Regions from separate parts of the Mus musculus genome. Here regions 1, 2, 3, 4 and 6 are each linked to region 5. A link is a contact called in public HiChIP or PLAC-seq, capture Hi-C and promoter capture Hi-C data. All regions are on one chromosome and are shown on one strand. Each heading gives the region's core, a stretch centred on a gene start, on an enhancer-like site or on the middle of the called end of the contact. The rest is flanking DNA. Distances are from core to core; before and after follow the strand shown. Region 1 holds the start of Olfr322 (olfactory receptor 322). Region 2 holds the start of Fam183b (family with sequence similarity 183, member B). Region 3 holds the start of Olfr325 (olfactory receptor 325). Region 4 has its middle 25 kb from the start of Larp1. Region 5 holds the start of Zfp692 (zinc finger protein 692). Region 6 overlaps Larp1 (La ribonucleoprotein domain family, member 1).

Evidence for each region. Promoter capture Hi-C pulls out the DNA fragments that hold promoters and counts their contacts. HiChIP or PLAC-seq counts read pairs in DNA pulled down with a chosen protein or histone mark. Capture Hi-C pulls out chosen DNA fragments and counts their contacts.
Region 1: a capture Hi-C map of embryonic stem cells shows a contact between it and region 5, with 4 times the contacts expected there. The contact joins the promoter of Olfr322 here to the promoter of Zfp692 in region 5. A contact is called at or near these places in 2 of 39 promoter capture datasets (cranial neural crest and hippocampal neurons), 7 of 115 datasets of contacts at active chromatin or transcription factors (the SCID.adh cell line, T-cell acute lymphoblastic leukemia, embryonic forebrain and 4 more) and 1 of 9 other capture datasets (embryonic stem cells).
Region 2: a promoter capture Hi-C map of hippocampal neurons shows a contact between it and region 5, with 3 times the contacts expected there. The contact joins the promoter of Fam183b here to the promoter of Zfp692 in region 5. A contact is called at or near these places in 8 of 39 promoter capture datasets (the C10 cell line, cranial neural crest, embryonic stem cells and 4 more), 4 of 115 datasets of contacts at active chromatin or transcription factors (the 230-238 cell line, embryonic forebrain, embryonic stem cells and 1 more) and 1 of 9 other capture datasets (embryonic stem cells).
Region 3: an H3K4me3 HiChIP or PLAC-seq map of stem cell-derived neural progenitor cells shows a contact between it and region 5, with 28 read pairs. The contact joins the promoter of Olfr325 here to the promoter of Zfp692 in region 5. A contact is called at or near these places in 3 of 39 promoter capture datasets (the 3T3-L1 cell line, erythroid cells and hippocampal neurons), 2 of 15 datasets of contacts at CTCF or cohesin (embryonic stem cells and stem cell-derived epiblast-like cells), 8 of 484 Hi-C or Micro-C datasets (Sertoli cells, cardiomyocytes, epidermal suprabasal cells and 5 more), 7 of 115 datasets of contacts at active chromatin or transcription factors (astrocytes, embryonic forebrain, embryonic stem cells and 3 more) and 1 of 9 other capture datasets (adipose tissue).
Region 4: a contact with region 5 is called in an H3K27ac HiChIP or PLAC-seq map of embryonic stem cells, with 6 read pairs. The contact joins the enhancer-like site here to the promoter of Zfp692 in region 5. A contact is called at or near these places in 9 of 39 promoter capture datasets (embryonic stem cells, fetal liver, hippocampal neurons and 5 more), 2 of 115 datasets of contacts at active chromatin or transcription factors (bone marrow-derived macrophages and embryonic stem cells) and 1 of 9 other capture datasets (pancreatic islet).
Region 6: a contact with region 5 is called in an H3K4me3 HiChIP or PLAC-seq map of bone marrow-derived macrophages, with 3 times the contacts expected there. The contact joins the enhancer-like site here to the promoter of Zfp692 in region 5. A contact is called at or near these places in 4 of 39 promoter capture datasets (the C10 cell line, the HPC-7 cell line, neutrophils and 1 more), 3 of 484 Hi-C or Micro-C datasets (Th1 cells, centrocytes and nephron progenitors) and 2 of 115 datasets of contacts at active chromatin or transcription factors (bone marrow-derived macrophages and microglia).

The regions. Positions count from the first base shown.
Region 1 is chr11:58,663,848-58,668,613 of GRCm38.p6, forward strand. Olfr322 (olfactory receptor 322) reads left to right here and starts at 1,714. Exons shown (of 1, transcript NM_207693.1): 1 at 1,714-2,697. The coding sequence starts at 1,714. The coding sequence ends at 2,697.
Region 2 is chr11:58,800,348-58,804,760 of GRCm38.p6, forward strand. It overlaps Fam183b (family with sequence similarity 183, member B), which reads right to left and starts at 1,613. Exons shown (of 4, transcript NM_029283.3): 1 at 1,414-1,613. The coding sequence starts at 1,546.
Region 3 is chr11:58,579,114-58,583,533 of GRCm38.p6, forward strand. Olfr325 (olfactory receptor 325) reads left to right here and starts at 1,724. Exons shown (of 1, transcript NM_207153.2): 1 at 1,724-2,764. The coding sequence starts at 1,733. The coding sequence ends at 2,713.
Region 4 is chr11:57,981,815-57,986,321 of GRCm38.p6, forward strand. It overlaps a transcript of Larp1 not described here. Among named protein-coding and RNA genes, the nearest start is that of Larp1, 25 kb to the right of the region's middle. Within about 2 kb of position 2,432, at least 54 of the 459 cell types and tissues checked have an H3K27ac peak or open chromatin away from gene starts, as enhancers often do. A contact at or near this core is called in embryonic stem cells and liver, where this site is marked.
Region 5 is chr11:58,303,803-58,308,571 of GRCm38.p6, forward strand. It overlaps Zfp692 (zinc finger protein 692), which reads left to right and starts at 3,267. Exons shown (of 12, transcript NM_182996.3): 1 at 3,267-3,454; 2 at 3,710-3,959; 3 at 4,171-4,202. The coding sequence starts at 3,784.
Region 6 is chr11:58,023,517-58,027,951 of GRCm38.p6, forward strand. The region is part of intron 1 of Larp1 (La ribonucleoprotein domain family, member 1); the gene reads left to right. It overlaps Gm51897 (a long non-coding RNA gene), which reads left to right and starts at 4,153. Exons shown (of 2, transcript XR_003949683.1): 1 at 4,153-4,259. Within about 2 kb of position 1,330, at least 46 of the 459 cell types and tissues checked have an H3K27ac peak or open chromatin away from gene starts, as enhancers often do. A contact at or near this core is called in bone marrow-derived macrophages and neutrophils, where this site is marked.

The DNA.
Region 1 (4,766 bases), core at 464-2,963, 360 kb after region 5:
ATGCTGTGAAGATGCTCTGGAGGGTATGTGTCCTCTGACCAGGGGTCAAAAATGCAGGACAGATCCCTTCACATGAGATTAATGAGGGCAAAGAGAAAATACTCAATTTTCAATTCTGTAAGAGAAACAGGTTTCTTTTATTAAAATCACATGTACAGCCTTGGGTGTGTGTGCAGAGAAGTAGGCATCTCTTAAGAGCTCTGATGTCAACTTAAACTCTCAACAAGCATGCAAGAATGGGTTAATGCCTTATGGCTTTCTATGATTCATGCAGCACTGGTGCAGGGCACACAGGCCACCTCAGCTTTTCTTTATGCAAAGATTTAGGGGTTGGAAAATGGTAGAGAAGTTGGGTTTATTTACACGGAGCCTGAGAGAGAAAGAACCCTCCTTTCTCTCTGTCTTTCCTGTAACGTGCTACAGAGGCAAGGGATATGCATGTGCTATTTAGCTGTGAGGTGGGTCGACCAATCTTCTCCGAGCAGGATTTGAACCTGGACCCTGGGCCTTCTCCATTTCTTGTTCTAGCTGGCAAGAAGACTCAGTGGGTAAAGGGACTTGCTGCCAAGCCTGATGACCTGCATCTGATCCCCCACGCTCACATGATGGAGGGAGAAAACTGACTCCTAAAAGTTGTCCTTGTACCTGCAAAGGTGAGCTAACACACACACACACACACACACACACACACACACACACACACACACACACACAAATAAAACAAAACTTTAATTAGGATTCCACTTTTCTTTAAGGAGTATTTCCTATGTACTTTGGAAGAAAAACAAGCACCATGCTGTCTAGGCAGCAGGCCCAGAGAGAGGTCTTATGAGCCGCTGGTTTCACTGATAACCTATTGTCTCCTACACCATTCTCTATCCAGAGATCCAAAACTCACTAAAAATAACAAAAGGACAGAATGTGTCCCGTGGGTCCAAGGCAAAGCATGGTTCGTTTGCTCCAGATATGGTGCAGTGCTTCAGCTGCTCACTGAAGTTCCCTCTGGCAGGAACGGTGCTCTAGATGGGTTTTGTCAATCTAGATAAACTTTAATGGTTTACAGTAGATTTCTCTATATTTTGCAGTAGATTATAAAATACATAATGTATATATACAGTCTATATATTTGTAAAAAAAAATTAAAGATATTTCTAGGTAACACCAGTCTGTCCTTGAATTACCAAATTTTCAAAAGTCTCTAAAGAAAAACCCAGCAAATTTATTTTCAAATACATCTGTGTGTGAGCCAATCCAAGTGGGCTCACATGGGTGATGTCCACATTTCCCATCTGCTGTGCTGGGCATGTTCAAATGCTCTGGGTTGATTATGCAGGGCTGGATGCTGGGCATGTTCAAATGCTCTGGGTTGATTATGCAGGGCTGGATTTTGTGCTCTTTGCCTTTGGACAGGAGCTTGGGATTGTGGGTCTGGAGAGAATCAAAATCTGGACCACAGCACAGTTCATCTCTTGCTTCATGGAATTAGAGGCAAGACTAGAGCAAGTGAAGCAGAAACAAAGCATCAATTGCTAGGTTCAAAGACAACCATGTCCTGTTTCTCCGTATGACATCTGACTTGCCATATACATGACGCAGTTTGCTTATCTGTCAGAGTTACTACATGGTTGTTGGAACTAAACAAGTAATAAATAATTGAAGTTCTGTCCTCTCCCATCACTGTCAGTATTGATGTCTTCCTCAGGTGCAGTAGAGATGGGAGCAACCAATGACAGCACCTTCAGCCATTTCATCCTTATAGGCTTCTCTGACCGGCCCGAGCTGGAGAGGGTCCTCTTCGCCATCATCCTGCCCGCCTACCTCCTAACCCTGCTGGGCAACAGCATCATCATCCTGGTATCCAGGCTGGACCCGCACCTTCACACCCCCATGTACTTCTTTCTCACACACCTGTCCTTCCTTGACCTCAGCTTCACCAGTAGCTCCATCCCACAGCTACTCTATAACCTCAGCGGGCCGGACAAGACCATCAGCTATGTGGGCTGTGCTCTGCAGCTGGTCCTGTTCCTGGGCCTGGGGGGTGTGGAGTGCCTGCTGCTGGCTGTCATGGCCTATGACCGCTTTGTGGCGGTCTGCAAGCCCCTGCACTACATGGTCATCATGAGCCCCAGGCTCTGCGTGGGCCTGGTCTCAGTGGCCTGGAGCTGCGGCGTGGCCAACTCCCTGGCTATGTCTCCTGTGACCCTCAGTCTACCCCGCTGCGGGCACCGCAGGGTGGACCACTTCCTCTGCGAGATGCCAGCTCTCATCAGGACGGCCTGTGTCAACACTGCCGCAGTGGAAGGCACCGTCTTCGTCCTGGCAATAGGCATCGTGTTGTCGCCTCTGGTGTTCATCTTGGTCTCCTATGGTTACATTGTGAGAGCTGTGTTACAAATCCGCTCCGCTGCAGGGCGGCAGAAGGCATTCAACACGTGTGGTTCACATCTCACCGTGGTCTCGCTTTTCTACGGAAATATCATCTACATGTACATGCAGCCGGGGAACAGCTCCTCCCAGGACCAGGGCAAGTTCCTCACCCTCTTCTACAACATTGTCACCCCTCTCCTCAACCCTCTGATCTACACGCTCAGGAACAAGGAGGTGAAGGGGGCGCTCAGAAGGCTGCTCCTGGGTAGCCGAGAGACAGGGAAAGTGAGGGCTGGTTCCATACGGACCAGAGGGAAGCTGTCCTGGTGAGGATGGCACTGAATACTGAGAGAACTTTGCAAGCTCTCAGGCAAACATTTAATGAGAAAGAAAGTGGGCAGAGAAAATGTTCCGCAGTGATTTGGGGGGAAATTCTGACTATTCTACCACGGAGGAAAACACAGGCATGTTACTGGATTCACAAAGGGTTCTGAGATTTGGTAGTCATGAAGATGGTGTGTGTTCTAACTTTCTTCCTTGTGGTTAAAGCAGACGTTTCCATGTTAGATGCAGATCTGATGGTTTGTCCCTAGGCTGGTGTAGTGTTATCCTGTACATGCTGAGATGTGATCTCCTGGTAAGGTAAGGGGCCAACAGGTGCCTTCTGTGCACTTTTTACATTAGGGACATTAGGGGAGAGTGACTGTGGGTAGCTGGTCTTACAGGTAAGGCATAAGCATCATGCTCTCTTGTCCCCATGTCCCCACATAAGTCCCTTTGATATCAGGGGTATGGAGGGCAGGCATCCCTGGTCTGGATGTCACTCCACATAAGGGCTTGGGTAGCACTGGCAGTACTGGATCTGGTCTACTCTAATGGACAGCTCTCCACTGACTTGCGTCCTCTGGAGTTTCTATAATCCTGTGTAAGGTCCCAAACTATGTGCTTTGTGAATGAACTGAACATTACATGTTTCCCTACCATTCTATCCCATGATGAGCCACCAATCAATAAAGAGTATTTTCACTCATCTCCCTTGTCAGCATGACTAGATTTAGAAACCAGGAGACCAAGGGACACCTCAAAGTGGGTCAGAGAGGGCGTTTGTAGAGCACGAACTGAGGGGGAAGGCCCACCCTGAGTGTGTCTCTGTGCCCCAGACGGTTAACAAGACTAAGACAGAAGAAACAAGCAGGAAGCCACATACATCTCCCTGCAGTTTCCAGGCTGCCCTGAGGTGAGAAGCCCCTCGGCTGGCCACGCCTTCTTGACAAGATGGACAGAACCATCAGAACCATCGGAACCCCTGAGCCTCTGGGCGTTACTTCTTCATCAAAGCTTAGTGACTTAGTCACAGTAATGAAGCAGTAACTGATGTTACAGCAAAGCTAATGAATGGAACAGCAAGGGTAAGTTCTCACCAGCGTGTAACCTGGTCCCAGGTAGGACACAACTTCTCTTAAAAATGCATGTCATTTGCGTGTTTTAAATTTCTTTTTGATCACTTTTATTTTGTGTGTGTGTGTGTGTGTGTGTGTGTAGGCTGGCATGTTTCACAGTGCGTGTGTAGACATCAGAGGATACCTTGCAAGAGTTGGTTCTCTCCTTTAACCATACAGGTCCTGAAGATCCAAATCAAGTCAAGAGGCTTGGCAGCAAGCACCTTCACCCACTGAGCCATCTTGCCAACCCTGTTTTTAATTTCTTAATGACATGCTAGGTGCTTTATTCATATGAACAAAGTGTCTCTTCATGACCACTGTTCAGCATTGACTTCTGTCGTCTGGTGTTTTATGTTTCCAATATTTCCACCAAAGCATTTTGTGGAATCACATTGGTTCTCTATCCTTAAACCTCAGCCTTTGACTTGACCCAGCCCAGCCCACGTCTGCCATAAGGTTCTGGATAAACGCTGACCTATGTAACCACATGGGGGAGTGGCACTGAGCTTCACTGTGACTTAGGCTTGCTTTCATCTTGTGAGGAAGCCTCCACGTGTGGTAAGTCTCTGCCGGACTCTCCTATTGGTAAACCTCAGCATTTGTTTGTGGCGGACCTAACTACAGTGATGCCCATGCTGGACTCAGAGCTGAAGACAAAACCCAGACGGAATCTGCCCCTAACCCAAGATGCGTAAGGTCTTGCCTCATTGCAGACAGCTGTGATTCTATTGCCAAAACTCCAGGACGAAAGCAGGGGAGAATCCTTTATTTTTCCTTCCAGGAAAATCATGCAGCTTTTCTTCCAGGACAAAGGTGAGAACAGATGGGGTAGTATCCACTGTGATGCCTATTCTGCCGAGCTCCTCACCTCGAGCCCTTGCGGTGTGTGGGCACACAGTCCTCCAGATCTCTAGTCATGGCTGAACCTCCTGGGAGCAGGGGACACAGGTTCATCTC
Region 2 (4,413 bases), core at 363-2,862, 490 kb after region 5:
CTCCTTCCTTGGGGACCCTGTGCTCCATCATCTAATGGATGACTGTGAGCATTCACTTCTGTATTTGTCAGGCACTGGCAGAACCTCTCATGCAACAGCTATATCAGGTTCCTGTCAGCAAGCTCTTCTTGGCATCTGCAATAGTGTCTGGGTTTGGTAGTTGTTTGTGGGATGGATCCCCAGGTGGGGCAGTCTCTGGATGGCCATGCCTTCAGTCTCTGCTCCGAACTTTGTCTCTGTAACTCCTTCCATGGGTATTTTGTTCCCCCCTTCTAAGAAGGATGGAAGTATCCACACTTTGGTCTTCCTTCTTCTTGAGTTTCATGTGTTTTGCAAATTGTATCTTGGGTATTCTGATCAAAGAAAACACATGGAGGGACTCGTGGTTCTAGCTGCATATGCAGCAGAGGATGGCCTAGTCGGTCATTAATGGGATGAGAGGCCCTTGGTCCTGTAAAGGTTCTATGCCCCAGTATAAGGGACTGCCAGGGCCAGGAAGCAGACGTGGGTGGGTGGGGAGCAGGGGGAAAGGGGGAAGGATAGGGGATTTATGGAGGGGAAATTAGGAAAGGGGATAGCATCTGAAATGTAAATAAAGAAAATATCTAAAAGAAAAGAAAAGAAAAGAAAAGAAAAGAAAAGAAAAGAAAAGAAAAGAAAAGAAAAGAAAAAAAGAAAAGGAAAGAAGGTGAATGGCCTAAATGGATAGAAGGTCTGTGTGTGCATTCTGACCTTTTACTGGGCTGTGCAGATGTTAATTGGGAGAAGTGTGGGATGGCGGTGACCAGCATGTGCAATGAGGTGAAGTGGTATCCGAATAACTGCTTACACAGGATGATTAAACCAGGCCAGCATTGCAGCAGAGGATGGGAGAGATTCACCCAGCTGCTCCAGAGAAGGCAGCTGGGAGGTGGTGGGACACATAAGTCTGTTTCAGGCCCAGAAGCATTTTCACAGAGCTCTGTGAAGTCCCAGAGGAGGGAAGCCATGGGAGGCCAGGGGGAGGGGTGACTTTGCTGGGGTCAGGGTGAGGAGGATGGTCAAGCTCTGCACCTGGTAGCCCACCACTTCTAAGTCTTAAGGAGGGCTGTAGCAAAAAAATCAAAGCAATAATAACAAACCATACAAAGACAAACCCCTTTGGGTATATTAGGAAGAGACCAAACTACTAACAAAAAGCAGACATTAAAAACCCTGGGCAATTGTTTGAAAAGCAAAACTACCCCATTAATCATCTCTCTTTATTCTACATCTAAAATGTTTAATTCTGGATGCATTTTAATGTATCTCTTGTGCCTGGGGTGACAAGGGGAGCGATTCCCTCAAAGCTTAGCTGTCTGAACTCTAAAGAGATAACCTGAGGCAGAGGACACGTGCTCTCCCACCCCTCCCAACCCTCTTGGGCCAGCTCACCCTTGCGCAGGGGATTCACGTGATACTGCGTGTACAGCTTCTGTGCCCGTAGCTCTTTGAGAAAGAGTTCCCGCAAGATCTGATTCTGGTGAACTTCATCCTGATTCTTCATCTGCCCCACACGTCCTGCCATGGCCATGTTTTTGCTCTGAGAAGTCAAGCTATCTGCCCTGCCCTTACCAGGAGAAAGGTCGTCTTCTACAGTTTCCAGGCAACGGATGTTCCTCTTGTGTTCAGGCCACAGCGTCCTTTCTGTCTCTAGGCAACAGCGCCCAGGCTCGGAGCACCACCTGCCCAGAAAGCCTTTCCCTGGCTTCTGTCCACTCCACCCCTCCCAGCTCTCAGGCTGCTGGTATCTATTAGGCCTCCTCCAATGTCCTCAGACCCAGATTCAGCCTCTGGATCTAGAGTCACCCCTGTGTCCTGTGCGCTGCTAGGAAAGAGCTGCCTTTCTTTGGACCACCCAGGAAGAAGAGGCTGAAACGTGCACCTCAGCATGACTGGTCGCTTCCTAGAGATGATTTGGGGAGGGGCCAGAGCCAATAGGTTTGAAAGTAGGTGCTCAGAATTAAAATAAACAAAAACCACCTCTAACACACACATGCACACTGGTGGGTGGGGAAACAGAAAGTAAAATAATCTGACTGGTACACGGAAACAAACAGGACCACTACCCTTCCTAACCTAAGTAATTTGACATCTTAATGATTTATTTCATTATTTTTACAACACTAGGGGTTGAACTCAGCGCTTCTGCATGCTGCGAAGCTGCTTCAGCCCTGAGCGCTATCTCCAGCCCTTCCCTTCTTATTTTAAGACAGGACCACACTAAGTTGCCCAGGCAGAGGTTGGACTTGCAATCCTCCTGCCTCCGCCTGCTGAGTTGCTGGGATAATAGGCCTGCCCCACCAGACCCAACTACTTTCAATGATTGGTTGTGGTAAAATGCACATCTTCTAAGATCTCCTGTCTTCGATATTCTCAAGCATCCGGTCCAGCTGCATGAAGTAGGGGCATAGTGTGAAACCCAGCTCTAAAACTCACCCTTAGGCAACTGTCCTCTGACACCCCACTCAACTGACAACCACCACCTTTCTTTTTATTCCTATGTTCAACCCCTAAGCATCTTCTATAACATGATTTATTTTTAAATAGCCATAAGTAACCTACAGTAGGGAAAGGATCCACCCTGGCTTTGATGAGCAGATAAACACAGATGCTAAAACGTGTGATCTTTTATCCATTCACTCATTTATGACCCAGAATGTTCGATGTGTGATAGACAGTATTGCACTCGTTAGGTGTGCGGCCATTGCTGCCCAATCCCCCACATCTATAGAAGACATCATAGTTTTTTTCTCTCGGCTTTTCTCCTCAGCCTGCTGGGCTCTTTGCCTCTTGGATACCCCACATTTATGTGAGCTCACATGCAATCGCTTTTCAAAAGCCTTAGCAGGCTGTAGAGTCCTTCTCTGTTGGTGCTTTATTGCAAACTTAGTTACTTCACTAAATGTACTTGTTTATGCCTAAGCTACCTAAGGTGAGACACATCCTCCTCCCGCCTCTCCCCTCCCCCCACCCTCACACCACATTCCCAGTCCCCAGCACAGTAGAGGCAGGTATGTGTTTGGTGTTTTGTGTGTGACTGGGTGTCTGCAGTTCTGTTTGCTTGCATCATTATATTATATAGTCCCTTAGAACATTCAGATGATTGTATCACACTGGTTTAAGTAGATCAATGCATTGCCCTTGTGACCCATGCCTGGCCCCTGTGTTCCAAGCAAGGCTAAAAACAGCCTCTTGGAGTCTTCACTGACTTCCTGAAAGTAAGAAGAAATAAAGTCTTCCAAGCAACATGGTTTGTTTGAGGAAAATTTATAAGATTTCGCTTGTACTCCATCCATACAGTGTCCTTTACCCTGAACTATTAGCCTAGCATCTGGGACGCTCCATACAGGGCTGGAGGAAGGAATCCTAGCCTAAGAAGAGATGGCTATTAAAGCACAATGAGCTATTTTTAGAGCATGGGAGATGAAGATGGCTATTTAGATGAAAGAAAAGGAAATGAATGTTTAAAATTCGCCAGCATGGGGCAAAATCAGAGGCTGGTTCGAGTGTCTGGACCAGTAGAATAGTTTGACTTCGAAGGAACAATTTGAGTGGTAAAATGTGATGCTTATGGGATATTCAGTGCCAGGGACCTTTCCCAGTGAGGGTCCAAGCTAACAGGGCAGTCAACCTGTGGAGGTGATAAGGGGTTGGCAGGGGGAGGAGTCAGGCCATGGTGCTCAGGGTGATTAGCAACCAGGCGATTTATTTCTGCAGGTCTCACAGATCAAAGATTAATGATTATCCAGGTACTACAGAATATGCGATTGATTTTTTTTTCATTACATGTCCAGGGTTACAAGTTCAGTTACAATTAGAAAATACAAACAGAACAGATTTTTGTTTTTATCATTGGCCCTATAACTCCAATTTAAAGAATCTAAAAAATGTCACCTCCCAAGAAAATGTATACATTATGTGACAGCCTGCTTTTAGGCTAGCGATGTCTGTTGTTTTAAGGCACTCCAGACAAACAGAAATTACCTAAACTGGTCTTCTAATGAATGGCAGATACTAACACCTAAATTCTTTTAGTATACATTTCATCATCTATGCTATAAAGTAGGAAAAGGTTCTTTTAGTCAATCTATCTTATTTCCTGAGTTCTATTCCTCCAGGGATAGATCCTGTATGACCTCTCTTTGTTTAAACTACATTCTCAGAGAGCTCTAAGCCTATAATAAAAAGAAACCTTGAATGTCTAACCTGTTCTCCAAGGCAGAGTTTATCAGTTGTGTCTGTTTACCCTGCACCAACTATACTGTTTGAGTTTGCTCAGGGGCTAATGCCCCAAGGAGATTCCTGGAGAAATGGCTTCATGTGCTTATCTATGCTTAATGATCTCCAGGGCACAAGGTGGACTTGGAAAATAATGACCACATAGCCTGGAGA
Region 3 (4,420 bases), core at 474-2,973, 270 kb after region 5:
AACAAACAAACACCAAAAAAAAAACACACACACACTAAAATAAAAAAGAAGTCGGAGAGTTTGTAGTATGAACAAATTCATTGTGTTTAAGGAATCATGGCATACGCTTTATTTGACTTCAGAAAGGCTAGGTGTATCCTGTACCTGTCGCTTTCATATTTCTGTAGCCCTTTAAACATTCGTTTTTATCATTTTTATATATTGCCTTGAATAGACTGGCAGAAGCCTCTTTAAGCACCATCGAGTTTAAAGTCTCCTTGGCATGTTTTCAGAGTCTAACCCAGACTCCAGCTATCAGCACGGAGCACAGGGAGCGGTGGCTCGTGCCAGAGGCATCTCGGTGGCACCCAGTCTTCTCTCTGCCTCTTGGATTCCAAGGGATCGGGATTGTGATGGCCAACAAAGCAGGTGATGCTGTAAGCACAGCCTTGCCTGGCAACCACAGTCACCTCTGATCCTGCAGATTTAGAGCACACAGTGGGCATTTGAGGAGATGAACTTGAAGAGGCCCAGGGTTACACAGGCAAACTTTCCTGCTAACTATGCTAATCAGGGCTAAATGCATAAATAGGATATATATATATATATATATATATATATATATATATATGTACTTGTAATTCCTGTGTTCATATAAAAGCTTATCTAAACAAATATTTAAGGTTTTTATACCTGTATACAAAATAAGCATACCTATAAACTCATAGGAAGTTTCAAATACTAATTCTTAATTTGGCTTATACATTTCTTATTTGAAGATTTTCTCTTATTTCCTTGGAAACTAAATCCTTAAACAATATTTAACCTGGCAGAAAAAAAAATACAATACAGTAATATTACCCATCTCTGAGATGGCTATCCAGGATAGTGAGTTTTTAACTCTCTAACAGTGTGTGTGTGTGTGTGTGTGTGTGTGTATGTGTGTGTGTGTGTGTGTGTGTTCCTGCATGTTTATCTTGGGATACTGAAAAAAACTTACATTGTTTTGCTTTATTTAACCTTGGCAAAATCAGAAGGCATAGTTATCACCATCATCATTGTCATCATCACTACCACCATCAATTTAGGTAGAGCAGATGGAGGACTGCTAGGTTGAGTGACAGTGGCTGGACTGGTAGCAGTATTTGGCCTCTTAGTGGTTCCTTGCCCCAAGCCTTTTAGGGTTCTGAGCATCGGTCCTTCTTGTGTGGTGGTGAGGCTTCCTCCAGGCAGCACAGAAACTCTCAGAGTCTCCAGAGCCTGGGGACTGAGGAGGATCACCTGGTTGAAATTTCTCTTTTAAATTATTACTTTAAAATATTTTTATATGAAACATACCTCAGTCTTGAAGATAACGATTGCATCCTCAAACCATAAAGGCCAAGGCTTATTTCATATTTAAAACCAAATTTTCAAAATAATTTTGATTTTGCATTGTTTTTTGTCACTGAATCCCCATTGGGTTAGCATGGGACAGCATTTCTCAGGCTTGTAGTACTTGAGAGAAGACACTATCTGTCATTAGGAAAGTTCATGACTTTGGACTATGGAAAATTTACCCTGAATCCCCAATGCCTGTGACCAAGATGTGAATTCCAAGCTGTTTAAAAAAATGGTTGAATTATGTGTAATTTACAGTCCTTAGATTTTCAGGCCCAGAGAACTTAGCACAGGCAGGTTGAGGCATAAATCATTGAGCACTTGTTTCTATGACACTAACCCCAAAACATTCTTGGTTGCCTAGGAGACAAACATGGACCTCACCACCTGGATGAACAACTACACTACACAGTCAGATTTCACCCTGGTGGGATTCTTCAGTCAATCCAAACACCCTGTCCTGCTTGCTGTGGTCATATTTGTGGTTTTCCTGATGGCCTTGTCTGGGAACGCCCTCCTGATCCTGCTGGTACTCTCTGACACCCACCTTCACACACCAATGTACTTTTTTATCAGCCAGCTGTCCCTCATGGACATGATGTACATTTCTGTCACTGTGCCCAAGATGCTCATGGACCAGGTCCTGGGGAGCCACAAGATCTCAGCTGCTGCCTGTGGGATGCAGATGTTCCTCTACCTGACATTAGCAGGGTCAGAATATTTGCTTCTAGCTGCCATGTCTTATGACCGCTATGTAGCCATCTGTCATCCACTCCGGTATCCTGTCCTCATGAACCACAGGGTGTGCCTCCTGCTGATGTCTTTATGTTGGATCCTGGGATCCTTGGATGGCTTCATGCTCACCCCTATCACCATGACTTTCCCATTCTGTGGATCCCGGGAGATCCATCACTTCTTCTGTGAGGTTCCTGCTGTGACAAAGCTCTCCTGCTCAGACACCTGGCTCTATGAGACCCTCATGTATGTGTGCTGTGTGCTCATGCTTCTCATCCCTGTGACAGTCATTTCAGGCTCCTATACATCCATCCTCCTCACTGTTCTCAGGATGAACTCAGCAGAGGGCAGGAAGAAGGCCCTTGCCACCTGCTCCTCCCACATGACTGTGGTCACCCTCTTCTATGGCGCTGCTGTCTATACCTACATTTTCCCTGCCTCCCTCCACAGCCCTGAGAAGGACATGGTGGTGTCTGTGTTTTACACCATACTCACCCCTCTGTTGAACCCACTGATCTATAGTTTTAGGAATAAGAATGTCACAGAGGCTATGAAGAAACTGTTGGGTGTGAAACCCTTCTTTCAAGAATCTTTAAAGGAAGTCATTTATAAAGAATAGTTTCTTTTCCTTGTCTGTACACATCTGTTTTTCCAGGTGTCATGCTGATGGTACCTGCAGGCTGCTCACATGTCATGCCTGATAGCATGATGCTTTCTGTCTGCCATCAAGGACTTCTGTTCTGTAGCAATGTGGACTTCCTGCGTCTAGTTTACCAGGGCAGTTCATCAGAAATCGATGCTGACTCAGTAAAATGGGCTTACTATGTGTACTGACAGGATTATTTGGGTTCCATTACTGTCTTTCTTATGTGTATCATATAAGCTGATATTCCTGGGTTATGTCCCATTTGTTCATAGTGAGCAATAATGGACTATTCAATATCCTTTGCCAGTATTCTGGGAAGAAGTTGGAATAAATGTTTATCTTGGAAATGGTCCGTGGTTTTCCCTATGTGATTCTTTGCTGTATGTGACTAACAGAATCAGCCTCGTGTGAAGGCCTGGAATGTATTCCTCTCCCTTAATGTTCTGGGACAGTGGGAGATTTGTTATTGTTCATGTAACACTAGAATTCAGCATTAAACCATTTTGCTGGGCTTTAAAACAAAGATTTCTATCTTGAAGGATATGTGTGTTTTTGTGTGTGTGTTTGTGTTTATATGTATGCGAGTTCATCTGTGTGTCTGTTTTGTCTCTGTGTCTGTGAGTTTTTGTGTTTGTATGTATTTGTGTATTATTTTGTCCGTGTGTGTGCATATTTGTTATGTGAGTTTGTGGTGTGACTCTGTGTGTATGTATGCATGCATGTGAGTGTGTATGAGTGTTTTCGGTGTCTGTGTTTTTGTGTATGTTTGTGTGTGTTTGTATGTGTGGTGTGTGTCTGTGCCTGAGTGGATTTGAATGTATGTGAATTTTTGTGTGAGTATGTGGAGTACGAGCAGATGTATGTCTGTGTGTGAGAGTGTGTGTGCACACATGAGAGTGTGAGTGCAGTGGCCAAGAAGCCACGGGAGGTTATCAGACCCTCTGGAGCTTGATTTACAGGGGGTTGTGTGCTGTCCAGTGTGAGTGCTGGGAACTTAGCTATGTCATCATTGATGAAATGGATTTCATCTGGGCATCATATTGGGCCTTATCTTTTACCCATCCATGGCTCTGTGTGTCCCAATGGGATAACATGGTCCACAGCAGCCATGGTCACCATGCTGAGCGGAGCACACACTTGCGTCAGCTCCTATTTCCTAATTGGCTTGTACATTCCTTCTTTTCTCTCTTCTCACTGTCTGCTTTTGTGCTTAGGTGACTTTCCTCTAGTAATATTATTGAAAGCCTTTTCTTTTTGTTTTTAGTTTGCGTACAACATTTTAATTTGTGGTTATCATGAGACTAAGAAATAATCCTATCAGAAAATAATTATTCTAAAGAGAATAATTTTAGTCACAAACCAAAAAGGTAAAATGTAATGTTAACTCTTACCCTACATTTTCAATTTTTTTGTTAATATTTTTTAAATGATATTATTAGATATTTTCTTCATTTACATTTCAACTGCTATCCCCTTTTTTAGTTTCCTCTCTGAAATTCCCCTATACCCTCCCCCTTCCCTGCTCCTCAACCTACCCACTCCTGCTTTCTGGCCCTGGCATTTGCCCTGTACTGGGGCATATAATCTTTGCAAGACCAAGGGCCTCTCCTCCCATTGATGGCCAACTAGGCTGTCCTCTGCTACTTATGCAACTAGAGACACAAGCTCTGGAGGGGTACT
Region 4 (4,507 bases), core at 1,182-3,681, 320 kb before region 5:
GATCCACAGAGGGTTCATGCAATGAGGCTGGACAGTGAATTCCGAGTCTCACCAGGGATGGTCAGAACCTTAACCTTAGGGTCGAGCTAGGGGACAATGATAGGTCATAAGTCTGCTGGGATATAGTTTCGTCCCAAGAAGATGACCTGGGAATCTGGAGAGTCACTGGAGGCTAAGCCTCACTATGGAAAGTCTCTTCCAGGACTCACGACATCCGAACAATAGTCACCATGAAGAGGAAGGTTGGAAGTTGGGCATGTTTGCCCATACCCAAATCCCAACATTTAGTCAGCAAAAGCAGGAAGATCACAAGGTCAAGGCCAGCATTGGCTTGTTTCTAAAGCAAATAACAATAGGATTGAAGCCAGGCAGTGGTGGTGCACGCCTTTAAACCCAGCACTTGAGAGGCAGAGGCAGGAGGATTTCTGAGTTCGAGACCAGCCTGGTCTATAGAGTGGGTTCCAGGACAGCCAGGGCTACACAGAGAAAACCTGTCTCGAAAGCCAAAAACAAAACCATAAACAACAAAAAACAAACAAACAAAAAAAAAGGATTGAAGAGGTCAGCAAAATGGTTTAGTGGGTAAAGGCATTTGCTGGAAGCTACATGTTGAGAGAACCAATTCTTGCAAGTTGTCCCTCTGACCTCCACATGTATTGAAGAACTCATACATACAAAATAAATAGAAATGTAATCTAAGTGTAGGACTGGGGAGGCAGTTGGTAGAGTGTATGCCCAGAATACATGAAGTTGTGGGTTTGATCCCCAGCGCTGCATAAAATGGCTATGGTGTCTGAGTAACTCCAAGATTCGGGAAGATCAGGAGTTCAAGGTCAGACCAGGCAATCTAAAAGAATGAACGTCAAAAATAAGCATGATTTGGGACCTCGAGGGAAGACTCAGTCAGTAAGGATGTTTGCAGCTGGAGCTGATAACCTGAGCTCCATCCTCAGGTCCTGCAAAGTGGAGAGAGAGGACTGACACCTACGAGCGGACAGCTACACAGGCACAGGCACCGTGGCATTTACTGTCTGCTTTCCCAGGTGGCATGGGTTCAGTTCCCAGCACCCACCTGGTGGCTCAAGGGGATTGGATGCCCTCTTCTGATCACCAAGGGCATCAGGCATGTATGTGGTACACATACATTCAGGCAAACACTCATACACATTAAATAAAATTTAAAATCTAAAGAAGTTTTTTTTTCTTTTTTTTGTTTTTGTTTGTTTGTTTGTTTGTTTGTTTGTTTGTTTGTTTTTCGAGACAGGGTTTCTCTATGTAGCCCTGGCTGTCCTGGAACTCACTTTGTAGACCAGGCTGGCCTCTAACTCAGAAATCCACCTGCCTCTGCCTCCCCAGTGCTAAAGAAGTTTTTATAAAAAGATTTAGACGCACTGAGTATGGTGACTCACTCCTATAATCTTAGCGCTGGAAGTTCGAGGCCAGCCTGGGCTACACTGGAACACCCTGTCTTGGAAGGAAAAAAAAAAGATTTTTTAGATGCAAGCCCAAAGCTAGATTTCTCTGGAATCTGGGCTAAACACCTTGACTCCATGGACTTGACTGGAGGCCATCAGGAGAAGGAGATTTGATGTTCAGAAAAGCCCCTTGGAGTCACTACTGCCCAGTCTCCCTCCACCCTGACTATAGCAAGGCCTTCAGCAGGAGAGATGCAGGCAGGACAACCCTAAGAGGATTCCTAAACAGCACTACCCCAACTACCCCACACCTGCCCTCCAGCTCTGAGACTGTTAGCGACTCTGGAGCTGGTATTTTGTGTTGCTTTTTTTTAGACTGGATGTCCTGTAGCCCAGACTAGCTTTGAAGAGTTCTGATACCGCTGCCTTTTACACTGGCCAAGGTCTCTTGAGCCATTCCTGAAGGGAACATGAATCCTTTTCAGAATTACATGGTAATGAGATCTCACTTCAGGCTGTGGGAGGTGCAGGGAGTGAACGTTGTAAGGACTTTGTTTACCATGTTAATCCTCCCATAGCAGTAACTCCTACATGCAATTCAGTTCCTTTGCCAAGCACTTTATACACACTGCCTTCGTTTCTACCCAGCAGCTGTATCTGGAATAGCTTCTCGCATTTCCCTTCCACCACGGGAGGGATCTGCAGCTTTTGGCGGTTACAGTCAGTGTCAGACAGACTTTGTCAACTCAGATGGGCCAGAGGCTGGAGCCTGTGCTTTTTGTTTGTTCAGTTGGTTTGTTGTTGTTGTTGTTGTTGATTGAGACGAGGTTTCTTTGTCCTGGACCAACCTGGCGTTGAACTAGCAGAGATCCACCTATCTCTGCCTCCCGAGTGCTGGGATTAAAGGCGTGCACCTCCACCCAGCGGTCTGTTTGTTTTGAGATAGGGCCTCACTGTGTAAACCTAGGCTGGCCTGGAATTTGTTGAGTAGGCTGGGCTGGCTTCCAACTCGCAGAGATGCACTTTTCCTGTCTCTTTAGTACAGATACTAAAGGCACGTGTTAACGTGCTCAGCCGACACAGGGTTTGAACAGCTTAAGAAGCTGAAAAGGACCAGAAAATCGTGGTCTTCCAGCCTTCACCTCTCATCTCATGCTGGGATAACAGGCCTGCACCATCACACCCAGTCAGACCACCAGTTTCTTAGTGGGTCTGCTGAGGGGGCTTTCGGCAGTCTTCTCTGGGTCCCTTATCTAGAGTTAGTGAAGAACTTCCTTCTGTCTACAACTGCAGATAAGAGTGAAAGAAGTTTACAAAGTATCAACTTTTGAAGACCTTTAGATAGAAAGCAGGCAGACAGGCAGCTTCCCCCCAACTGAGAGCACAAAATAGAGGCCAGCCCAGCAAGCCCTTTCAGTTTCCGGAAGGTTTCAGAGGACTACAAAAGAGATCAAGGATGGAGGCTCAGGTCTGTAATTCCAGCTCAAGAGAGGTGGAGGCACAGGTTGGAGGCCAGCCTATCCGTAATTCCAGTTCCAGGGAATCCAGTACCCTATTCTGGTCCTCCTGGACACCAGGCAAACATGTGGTCCACATGCATACAAGCACCCATACTCATAAAATTAAATTTTAAAGTTGGAACTAAAAAAGAAAAAGAGCCCCACATGATAACTACCAAAACAAACAAGCCAAAAATAGTGCTAAAGATTACGTTGCATTAAAGACCTGAAAATCAGTAGGCAGAACCTCATGTGCGCATGCTCCTACATTCCCAGTACTTGGAGAGAGAGGCAGGGTGGGAAGCAGGAATATCAGGAGCTCAGACCAACCTCAGCTACAACTTAGTGAGTGATAGGCCAGGCCGGGCTATGTGAGGCCCTGTCTCAAAAGAGAGAGGGAGAAAATAGAAACGCTAGATGGCTCAGGGGTTAAGAGCACTGGCTGCAGCTGGGAAGTGGTGCAAATACCTTTAATCCCAGCACTCAGGAGGCAGAAGCAGGATCTCTGAGTTTGAGACCAGGCCTGGTCTACAGAGCAAGTTCCAGATTCAGTAGGCACCAAGTTTAATTCCCAGCACCCAGAAGAGAGTTCACACCCGTCTGTCTGTGACTCTAGTGCCAAGGGATCCTACACCCTCACATAGACATGCATTCAGCTAAAATACCTATGCACATAGAAATAAATTACTTACAATAAATAAAAGAGCAGGTGTTATTATTGCACACCGTCAGTTCCAGCACTCAGGCGGCAGAGACAGGCAGATCTCTGTGCCTTCTAAGCCCAGCCTGGTCTACAGAGTGAGTTCCAGGACAGCCATTGCTGCACAGAGAAACCTTGTCTCAAAAACAAAGAAATTACCAAAAAAAAAAAAAAAAAAAAAAAAAAAAAAAGGCGGGGGTGGGGGGAGGGGGAGATCAGAGGCTCAGCTATTAGGAGCATGGGCTGCTATTGCCCAAGATTGCAGTCCAACCCCAGCATCTACACACATGTCTGCAACTCCACTTCTCAGGATCCAATGTCCTTCTCTTGCCTCTTCTGGAAGTAGGCAGACTCTGGACTGCAGCACAAATAATACCGAAAAGAGTAATAGGGAAGCCAGGCAGGGGCTTCACCTGGAGCCCCAACGCTCAGGAGCCACAAGCTACCAGCAGGGCTACATTGCAAGACCCTGCCTCAAAAATAAAACAAAATACAAACCTAAAAGTCAAGGGAACATGGAAAAGAAATCTAAATGTATCTCATTGAACCCACAGGGAGGATGAATGGAGATTCAACTAAACAAAGAGGAAAAAGAGGAAGGAACAAACAATGTGTTTGAGGGTTTTGTTTGTTTGTTTTTGTTTTGTTTGTTTTTCCAGACTGGGCTTTTCTGTGTAGCCCTGGCTGTCCTGGAACTCACTCTGTAGACCAGGCTGGCCTTGGAACTCAGACATTCACCTGCCTCTGCCTCCCAAGTGCAGGGATTAAAGGCGTGCGCCACCAAGCCCGGCTGTGTGAGAGTTTTTTGAGGTACATATCCCAGTTTGGCCTTGAACTCATACTCCTTCTGCTTCAGTACCTGGTGATCATCTCCCACGCCCAGCTAGAGGCAA
Region 5 (4,769 bases), core at 2,017-4,516:
GTGCGGGGGTTAACTGATGGAGTTCTCCACGGACTAATCCAGGGGGGATGGCTAAGCCGAGACAGGTGGGGGCCAAGGTTCAGGCCTAGTCAAAGGGTCCAGAGGAGGTTAACTAAGAGTTGGTTAATGATGGATTTGTAGGATGTTAAAACCACTCAGAGGAGAGTTTGAAGAGATTTTTAAAAGTAGCCCATGTAGCCAAAATGAATGAATGAATGAATGAACAAACGAACGAATGAATAAATACATGGTGTAAAGAGATTGCTTATCAATGCGGGTGTGTTCAGGTCCCCAGTGTAATAAACTGTGATGCTTGACATATGGCTTCTTATTTGAAGTTTTTTTTTTCCCCTGACAGAGAATAAATTATTTTTTATTTTTCTTTTCATTTCTTCCCTTTTCTTGTCTGTCTGTCTGTCGTTTCTTTTCTTTCTTTCTTTCTTTTTCCTTTTCTTTTTTTTTTTTTTTGGAGACAGATTTCTTTACATAGCCCTGGATGTTCTGGAATTCACTTTGTAGATGAGGCTGGCCTTGAACTCACAGAGATCTTCCTGCTTCTACCTGAGTGCTGGGATTAAAGGTGTGTACCACTGTATCTGGTGAACATGCCTGGGTGCAGTGAACAAAATTCTTAATTAAAAAAATATTTTTATATATTTTATATAATATATATGCATTTATATATTTTATATATTAAATATATTATATATATTTTATATAAAAATATATTTTTATACATTATATTATATATATATATATATATATATGGTGTGTCTGTGTGGGAGTTTGTGGGTACAAGTGCAGTAGTGCAGTACAGAGTCCAGAAAAAGGTGTTGGATCCCCTAGAGCTGGAGTTAAAGGTGGCTGTGATCTGTCTGGTATGAGGTCTGGCAACCAACTCTGGTTGTCCACAAGAGCAGTAAGCACTCTGTACTGGCTAGTTTTGTGTCAACTTGACACACCTGGAGTTATCACAGTAAAAGGAGCTTCAGTTGAGGAAATGCCTCCATGAGATCCAACTGTAAGGCATTTTCTCAATTAGTGATCAAAGGGGAAAGGCCTCTTGTGGGTGGGACCATCTCTGGGCTGGTAGTCTTGGGTTCTACAAGAAAGCAAGCTGAGCAAGCCAGGGGAAGCAAACCAGTAAAGAACATCCCTCCATGGTTCTGCATCAGCTCCTGCTTTCTGACCTGCTTGAGTTCCAGTCCTGACGAACTTGATGATGAACAGTAATGTGGAAGTGTAAGCTGAATAAACCCTTTCCTCCCCAACTGCTTCTTGGTCATGTTTGTGCAGGAATAGAAACCCTGACTAAGACACACTCTTAACTGTAAACCCATTTTTTTTTCATGAAGATAAGTTTTTTTAAAGTTTAATTTTACTTTAATTCTCATTTCTCTCTTTCTCGTAGCCCTGGCAAACTTGATATGCAGATCAGGCTGGCGTGGAGCTCATAGAGATAGACCCATTTACCTTTGCTGCTGCTGCTTTTTTTTTTTTTTTTTTTTGGTTTTTGGTTTTTTTGAGACAGGGTTTCTCTGTGTAGCCCTGGCTGTCCTGGAACTCACTCTGTAGACCAGGCTGGCCTCGAACTAGGAGATCCACCTGCCTCTGCCTCCCGAGTGCTGGGATTAAAGGCGTGCGCCACCATTGCCCGGCTCTACCTTTGCTTCTTAGGTGCTGGGATTAAAGTGTGTGCCACCACATGTGGTGATCATCTTTAAAAATAAAAATTATTTTGTGCGTACATATCGTGTGTGAGCATCAGTGCCATGCCTCGTGTCTGTGGAGACCAGAGGACAACTTTAGAGGCCATTCTCCCCCTTCCACCCTAATGCTGGGTTCTAGGGATTAAACTGAGGCCCCAGACTTGCTCAGCAAGCATCTTTCTCTGATGAGATGCCTCAACAGTCTATGATGATCATACTGCATGCTGAAACATAGTTTCACCAAACATCCGTGTTCTAACTACTAGAATATGTGAAAGTTGCTTTTTTTTTGTAGCCAACACTTTGCAGTTATAACTGTTTGAGGTGTTGAAATGGGAGGTCCTCTGGATTACCCAAGTGGACTGTGTTTGAAAGAAGAGGAAGGGTTGCACTAGAGCAAGGCTGTGTGGAGTCAGAAGCTTATGTGATATGGCCAGAAGTCCCAGAACGCTGGTCACCACTGGAAGATAAAAAAGGCAAGGAGAAAACTCTCTTAGAGCTCTTGCTTGACCTGTAGCCCTGTTCAGCACTTTGGTGCAGACCTCCAAAACTGTAAGCGAGTAAATTTCTGCTGTTTTGAGTTGTCAAGTTTGTAGTGATTTGCTACAGAAAACAGTCAGTAGTGCAAGTGACTTGGAGTGAGGTTTGAGCCCTAAGGCTGTTCATTGTGGACTCCCTTGTGCCAGGCACTTGTAAATTCTTTATAAACATGAAGTATATTAAGCCATTTAACCATGGAGAGTCAACTGGGCAGTCAAAGGAGTCTGGAATCCCAAAAGGGTAGCCAGAAACATCAATCAATGGGTGATCTAATTACATCACCCCCCCCCCCCCAAGAGCATACCTAAAAGAGAGGCTTGCCAGGGACCTGAGCCTAGTCCATTCCATCTTTTGGTAACAGAAGGATCTAAGAGAGAAGAGGATCCAGCCAAGCGGGAGAAAACCAGGAGCAGACAAAGTCTAGTCTGACAGTGAAGTTGAGAAGAAAGTGAGATGAATGTGTGGCAAGAGGAGAGAGCTAAACTCTTCTCCATTCTGGGGCAGAGAGGCAACAGAATTGGTCACTTCATTTAGCAACATAGAGAGGTGCAGGCCTTTAATCTCAGTACTTCAAAAGTGGAGGCAGGAGTCAAGGCTATCTTGGCTACATGGTGAGTTTGGACACCAGCCTGAATTACATGAGACCTTGTTTCAAGCAAAACAGAAAATAAAAAACTTGTGCCGTTGACAAGTGCCGTTGCAGTCTCTTGATAGAAATAACTCCATCAGAGCCATTTGTAGACGATGTGAAATCAGAGTCTGTACAAAGTGTAGGCAACTTCTCGTGTGGATGGTGGCAGGTTATAGGTTGCAGCTGGAGGGTGGTCTCGCGGTTCAGAAAGGACTCTAGTTGGCTTCAGCTGGCGGATGCTGCAGCTCGCGTTTGCTTGGTGGCAACTGATAGGCAGAGATGCTAATAGAAGGAGCAATGACGACAGAATCCCAGACAGTCGTTCAGGACTAAGGCTAACTACAATTCCCGGCAGGCTTTGCACGGGGCTCCCGGGGCGCAGGCGCAGACAGCTGTCTTCCCGCTGCAAGTCCAGGCCGTAGCCTCCTGACGCCGAGGGGGGACGGTTTCTTCTTAAAAGAGAAACAGCGGCGGCGCGCGCGGTGGGCCCCGGTCCTTCTGTGGCTTTCGGAGTGAGCACGCGGGTCCGGGGAGCGCAGGCGCAGTTTGGGCAAAGGCGGGTTGGGGCGTGCAGGTAAGACCCCACGAGGGTTGGCCCGGTGTCCTAGCATTGCTGGGTGGGCTTCCCCTGCATGGGAGGCAGGGAGAAGGCCAAGGCGCGGCTGCACGCAGACCTGGCCGCCTCCAGACAAGGAGAGCAAGTTTCCAGTCTTTTCCCCCTGCCTGCGACCCCCGTGTTCCAAGTGTCCTCCCTGGCTCTAAGAAGGGGTGGCTGGATCCGAGAGGCGCGAGCGCTGCGGAGGCACTATGGTCTCCCCATTCATTGCAGACGGAGCGAGGGGCTGTGTCTGTCCCGAAAGCCCCGACGACGACAGCACGTTCCTCCCGTAGGCCCGCACGTCTATGGCCTCTCCGGTGGCAGACGCATCCCGCCGCCGGCGGGAGAAGCGCAGGCAGCTGGACGCGCGCCGCAGCAAGTGCCGCATCCGCCTGGGCGGCCACATGGAACAGTGGTGCCTCCTCAAGGAGCGGCTGGGCTTCTCCCTGCACTCGCAGCTCGCCAAGTTCCTGTTGGACCGGTTAGGGGCCGGGAGGGACCAAGGAGGGCACCGAGACACAGCCCCAAGCCGGTTCCTACAGCCTTGGGTTTCTCGTTTGGGCAGGGTGGGCCTGCTCCTCCCCTCCTAGCCCCAGCGAATGGGAGGTCTGTAGGGTTGGCCCTGTAAGTGTGTGAGTGCGGAGACTTGAGGGTGGTTGGCTCTGAGCTGACACCAAGCTCCTCTCTGGCAGGTACACTTCTTCAGGCTGTGTCCTCTGTGCAGGTAGGTAAAAGACGTTAACAGGTAGTGGCGCCTCCTAGAGACTGAATGTCTCAAGAGAAATGGATCAGAAGCTCCTACTGGGTTCGGGAAGAGGACAAGCCCAAAATAAGCCTGCTGCCATGCCTGTGGGAAAGGAGCTTTGCCTTGGGACCTTTGGGTGTGTTTGTCCCGGCTCTAAACCAAACCAAAACAACAAACAACTGTGCATCTAGGTTGAAAACAAAAACAAGATCCCTTCAAACTCTTCAGGGGCTGAAGCAATGGCTGGGTGGTGTGCTGCTCTTGCAGAGGAACCCAAATTCCTTTCCTTCCTAGTGCTCATGGCAGGAGGCTCACTGTGTGGAACTCTAGCTGCAGGGAGATCCAACATCCCTGGCCTCCAGGAGCACCTGCACTCATGTGCACACACCCACAGATATACAAAGCTAATGACAAATAAAATATTTTTAAAAGAATGCTTAAAAAAAGAAAAAACCCAATGTCTGGGCATGGAGAGATGGCTCAGCAGTTAAGAACGTTGACTGTTCTTCCAGAGGTCCTGAGTTCAGTTTCCAGCAACCACATGGT
Region 6 (4,435 bases), core at 80-2,579, 280 kb before region 5:
ATTTATTCTATAACCCAGGCTGGCCTTGAAATCGGAATCACCTGCTCTGCCGCCCCAGTGCTGGGATTAAAGATGTGAGCCCTCACTGCCTGGCCAAAATAAAATGGATTAAAAAAAAATTAATTTTTTTCTTTTTTTGTCAATTTTTCCTCATCCACATTTCAAATGCTATCCAGAAAGTCCCCTATACCCTTCTCCCGCCCTGCTCCCCTACCCACCCACTCTCACATCTTGGCCCTGACATTTCCCTGAACTGGGGCATATAAAGTTTGCAAGACCAAGGGGCCTTTCTTCCCAATGATGGCCGACTAGGCCATCTTCTATTACATATGCAGCTAGAGATATGAGCTCTGGGGGTACTGGTTAGTTCATATTGTTGTTCCACCTATAGGGTTGCAGATCCCTTTAGCTCCTTGGGTACTTTTCTAGCTCAATAAAATGGATCTTAAGCAAAAAAGAAACACCAAGGGGTAGGAAAAAAAAAAGGAGCAAAAGACTTAAGACAGAGCCATGGAATTGACCAGAAGCATTTATTAAAGTGTTTATCTGGTCCTTCCAGTCCCAAAGAGGATTTAAAGAAGGAGGCAGTATCTCATGTAGCTCAGGCTACCCCCAAACTCATCATGTAGCTGATGACCTTGAATGCACTGCCTCTCCTGAATGCTGCCATTAGGAGTTACAAGCAAGGGTCTCTATGCCAAGCAGGACTGGATTTTTAATCTTCTCTCCTGCTTCTGTTTAAGATAGGATGTAGTTGGGTAACCTAGACTGGTCTGTAACTCTCTTGAGTAATCCAGCCTGACTTAGAATTTGTGATCCTCTCTCCTCAGGTATGTGCTGTCATGTCAAGCTCCAGAGAAGGACGTAGGCAGGAAAGCTGACACAGCCTGTTTTCTGGTCATGCTTGGGTTGTGGAATGTCTGCCTTCCTAGATTCTTTGTGTCTTTTTCACAGTTAGGACCTGGTTTCATTTAAATGATTCTAGAAAAGCTCCAACCCACATTCTTTGTTCATCTGATGGTACTTCTGACAGGCTCTCTGGTAAAGTGCCCCTTTAGCACATCTGAAGTCTCTTTTCTGCAGAAGATCTGTGGTTGCAGCCTTTGGCTTCAGCTTCTCCAGTATCTTTACTGAGTGAGGGGTTGTGGGGTCCTGGTGAAGCTCTGTGCCCTGGGCTTGGTGGATTACACAGGAGCCTCTGTAGGCAGGTGGAAGGTGTGGAGCCTGTCTTCTTGCCTTCCCTTTGAGAGATGTGTGAGGGTGACTTTATCAGAGGGTGCTGTGATGCCCACTTGGCAGGATGGTTAAGTTGTGAGTCAGCCTCCTGGTTTTCTTTTTTTCTTTCTAATTTTTTTGAACCAATTCACTGTTTCCCTGTGGCTTGCTCCCTTTTACTTCCTCTTCACATCTCAAGTGCCTACGAGCTGAGATAGTGATGCCATGCCAGTCAGACAAAAGCGGCATTGGGGTTTTTGGTTCCAGATCTCTTGAGCTGGTATCTCTACTTTTACCTGCTTGTTCTAATGCCTCTGATGGGTGGTGGTGGAATAAGATGTGGATGGGTAGCTTAGGATACCAGCAGTAAAAGGGCAGAGAGTCACAAGTCCTGGGTACAGTATGGAATGATTATTGACCCCCCCCCTTTAAAATTATTTATTTTTAATCATGTATGTATTCCTGCAGAGGCCACCTGACAATTTGAGGAATCTAACTCAGGACTCAAACTCTAGTTCTTTGGAAGAGCAATACATATATTCTTAACTGTGGAGGTATCTATCCAACCCCAGTGACCCAGGGTCTTAATAGTTTTCTGTTCCTCTCAGGACAGAGCCTGCTGTGGGTTGTTGTTAAGTGTTAAAATGCAGTCCTGGTTGTCATGGAACTCACTAGGCCAGGCTGACTTGGAACTTTACCTCCCAGGTGCTGTGATTTTACCACCATGCTGGACCTTGCTGTGGGTTTTGACCAGCTAGATAAGACTTTTCATTAGTGGGCCCAGAGCAGAATGAGATGAAAGCATGGAATGGCCAGTTCTAACTTTGGCCTTTTCTCATTTCCACAGTAGGTGTTGTGTACAGATTTAGCCAAGCTGCCGTGCCTCTGTCAGATCTTAATTCATTAGATCTGCCTCATGAGACAAGGTTGCCCTAGAGATTCTGGTCAAAGAGTTGGAGTATCCAACTTGAATGCTTATCAGACCAGAATTCTGAGCCTCCATCCATATCCCATTCATTATCTCCACTATCTCCATTCATTTTTACCATAGTTCTGAATATGATCCTTACAAGAAAATGAAGCTCTACAAGATTCAGAAATTCAGGTTGTGCAGTAGTTAGTGAGTAGCTGAGGTTTTCCTGTAACACTGACTGACTCTGGAGACAGTGCCATCCCCGTTGTTGCCTAGCCTGTGTTCTTCCAGACCAAACTTCCTACAAAACTTGAGCTGTTTCTGGAAGGAAGGCTTGAGCCTGGAGGCCCCACTTTGCCGTTGGCGGGCTGGTCTCTCTGGGCATAGTGGGTATGAGGAACTTTGGATCCTGCCATGGAGACTTGGCCTTTCTTCCCCAAGAGCTGCTCTTTTTAGTTACACGGTAGGGAGGGCTAGTGACCTTGGGACCTGGTCTGAAGAGTGGGAAGGATGGGCTGGTTCTCCAGGCTTTGTGATGTTCTGTGGGCCACCAGCTATTATGTGCTGGGCCTTTTAGCTTTTTGAAGTGGAAAATCTTTTTAAAATCAGGCAATAACAACTCATCAAAAATGTCCAAATAGATTTTAGCAAAAGGAAAACCTTGGCATTGTGTCCCACCAACCACCATGAGTACTAGTAAGCACCAAGAGGATTACATCTTTTTCTAAACCAGTAGTGCCTGTTAGAAATACAATACAGTGGGCTGGAAATGTTACTCAGTTGGTAGAGTGCTTGCTTAGCACGCATGAGGGAAGTTCTCTAGCTTCCAGCAGGCCTGGGAGAAGGAAAGTAGGAACTCTATTTAGTCAGTGCTTGACAGCTGTAGGGGAAGTACACACACCTGTAGCCCTCACTCTTTCATCGCCCTTTTGGTTCATTAAGCTCGGTAGGAGGTCACAGAGTCAGAATTCACATGAGCTGAGAGAAGCCTGGCAGTGTAAGCATACCTCTTACCTTTGCTACCTTGCAGGACCAGTGTTCTTCCATACAGACCTGCTGCCTTCTCAGTTCCCACAGCCTACTTTGGCTTTGGAAGTCTCTATAGAAGAAATCCGTGGAGGGCGGCAAAAGGCCATCTGTGCTTGTCCAAGGAGTGTCTCCAAACCCCCAGTACACCCTTGGTAGATGCTGACCAGCAGGGCTAGAATAGGTAGATGGGAGACTCCCCTGCATGACTCCCTGTGCACTTCTGCTCAGCCTCCAAATGGAAACCTAGCCTCCTGTCATCAAGATGCACAGGAGCTAGTTTCCTTGTTGCTTTGTTCTTTTGTTCTCAGAGTGAAACACGTTAGGCTGCTTCCCTGAGCACTGTTTACCTTTGAAGGAGGCAGGTAGTTTGCCCCTACAATGACCATGATAAGTACCTGGAAAGCATGAGTGGCTGTGAGCAGTGTAGATGCTGTTGGAGCAGTGTAAATGCTGGAACAGCCTGTGAATTCTGTGCCCCAGGTGTCTTTGGGCTGCAGTACTAAGGCTGGCCATCCTTGCCCAGTCCTAGTCTACTTACTATCCATTGGACTGTGTGTCAACTTTTTCTCTTCAGTATGTTGCTTCCCCACATAGATGCTGTGATGAAGGGCCTTTGTGGGGCTACTTTGAATCTGCCCACAGGCTAAAAGGGAAAAGATAGCTGGTGACTGAGGGTCTGCCAACTTGTTGGGCCTAGGGAAGACAGCCTTCTCCAGACTTGACTCAAGCCCATTCTTGATTATCACCATCATGCTTGCCACTGTGAACCAAGTCTGCAAGCTGGGAAGACTCTTTAGGTGTTTGCATGCTTTTTTGCTATTTTGTTGTGTTCTTATATCTCTACCTCCCTTCCAACACTTATTCTACCCTCATTTCTTTTATTTATTTATTTGTTTGTTTATTTATTATATGTAAGAACACTGTAGCTGTCTTCAGACGCACCAGAAGAGGGCATCAGACCTCATTACCGGTGGTTGTGAGCCACCGTGTGGTTGCTGGGATTTGAACTTCAGACCTTCAGAAGAGCAGACGGGTGCTCTTACCCACTGAGCCATCTCACCAGCCCCCTCTACCCTCATTTCTAACAACCCCTCACCACTAGGTAAGAAAGAAAGAAGGCTAGGAGGAGAACAGTGGTATAGACCTCTGTAGGCTACTTCCTGTTGATTAGGGTCCTCCAGGTTTCTTGGGGCAAGTCCAGTCTTCATTGTCAGAATATCCAGCAAATCAGCAATCCAGCAACAGCAAATGTAACAGCAGGGGGTCGTAGCAGCTGCC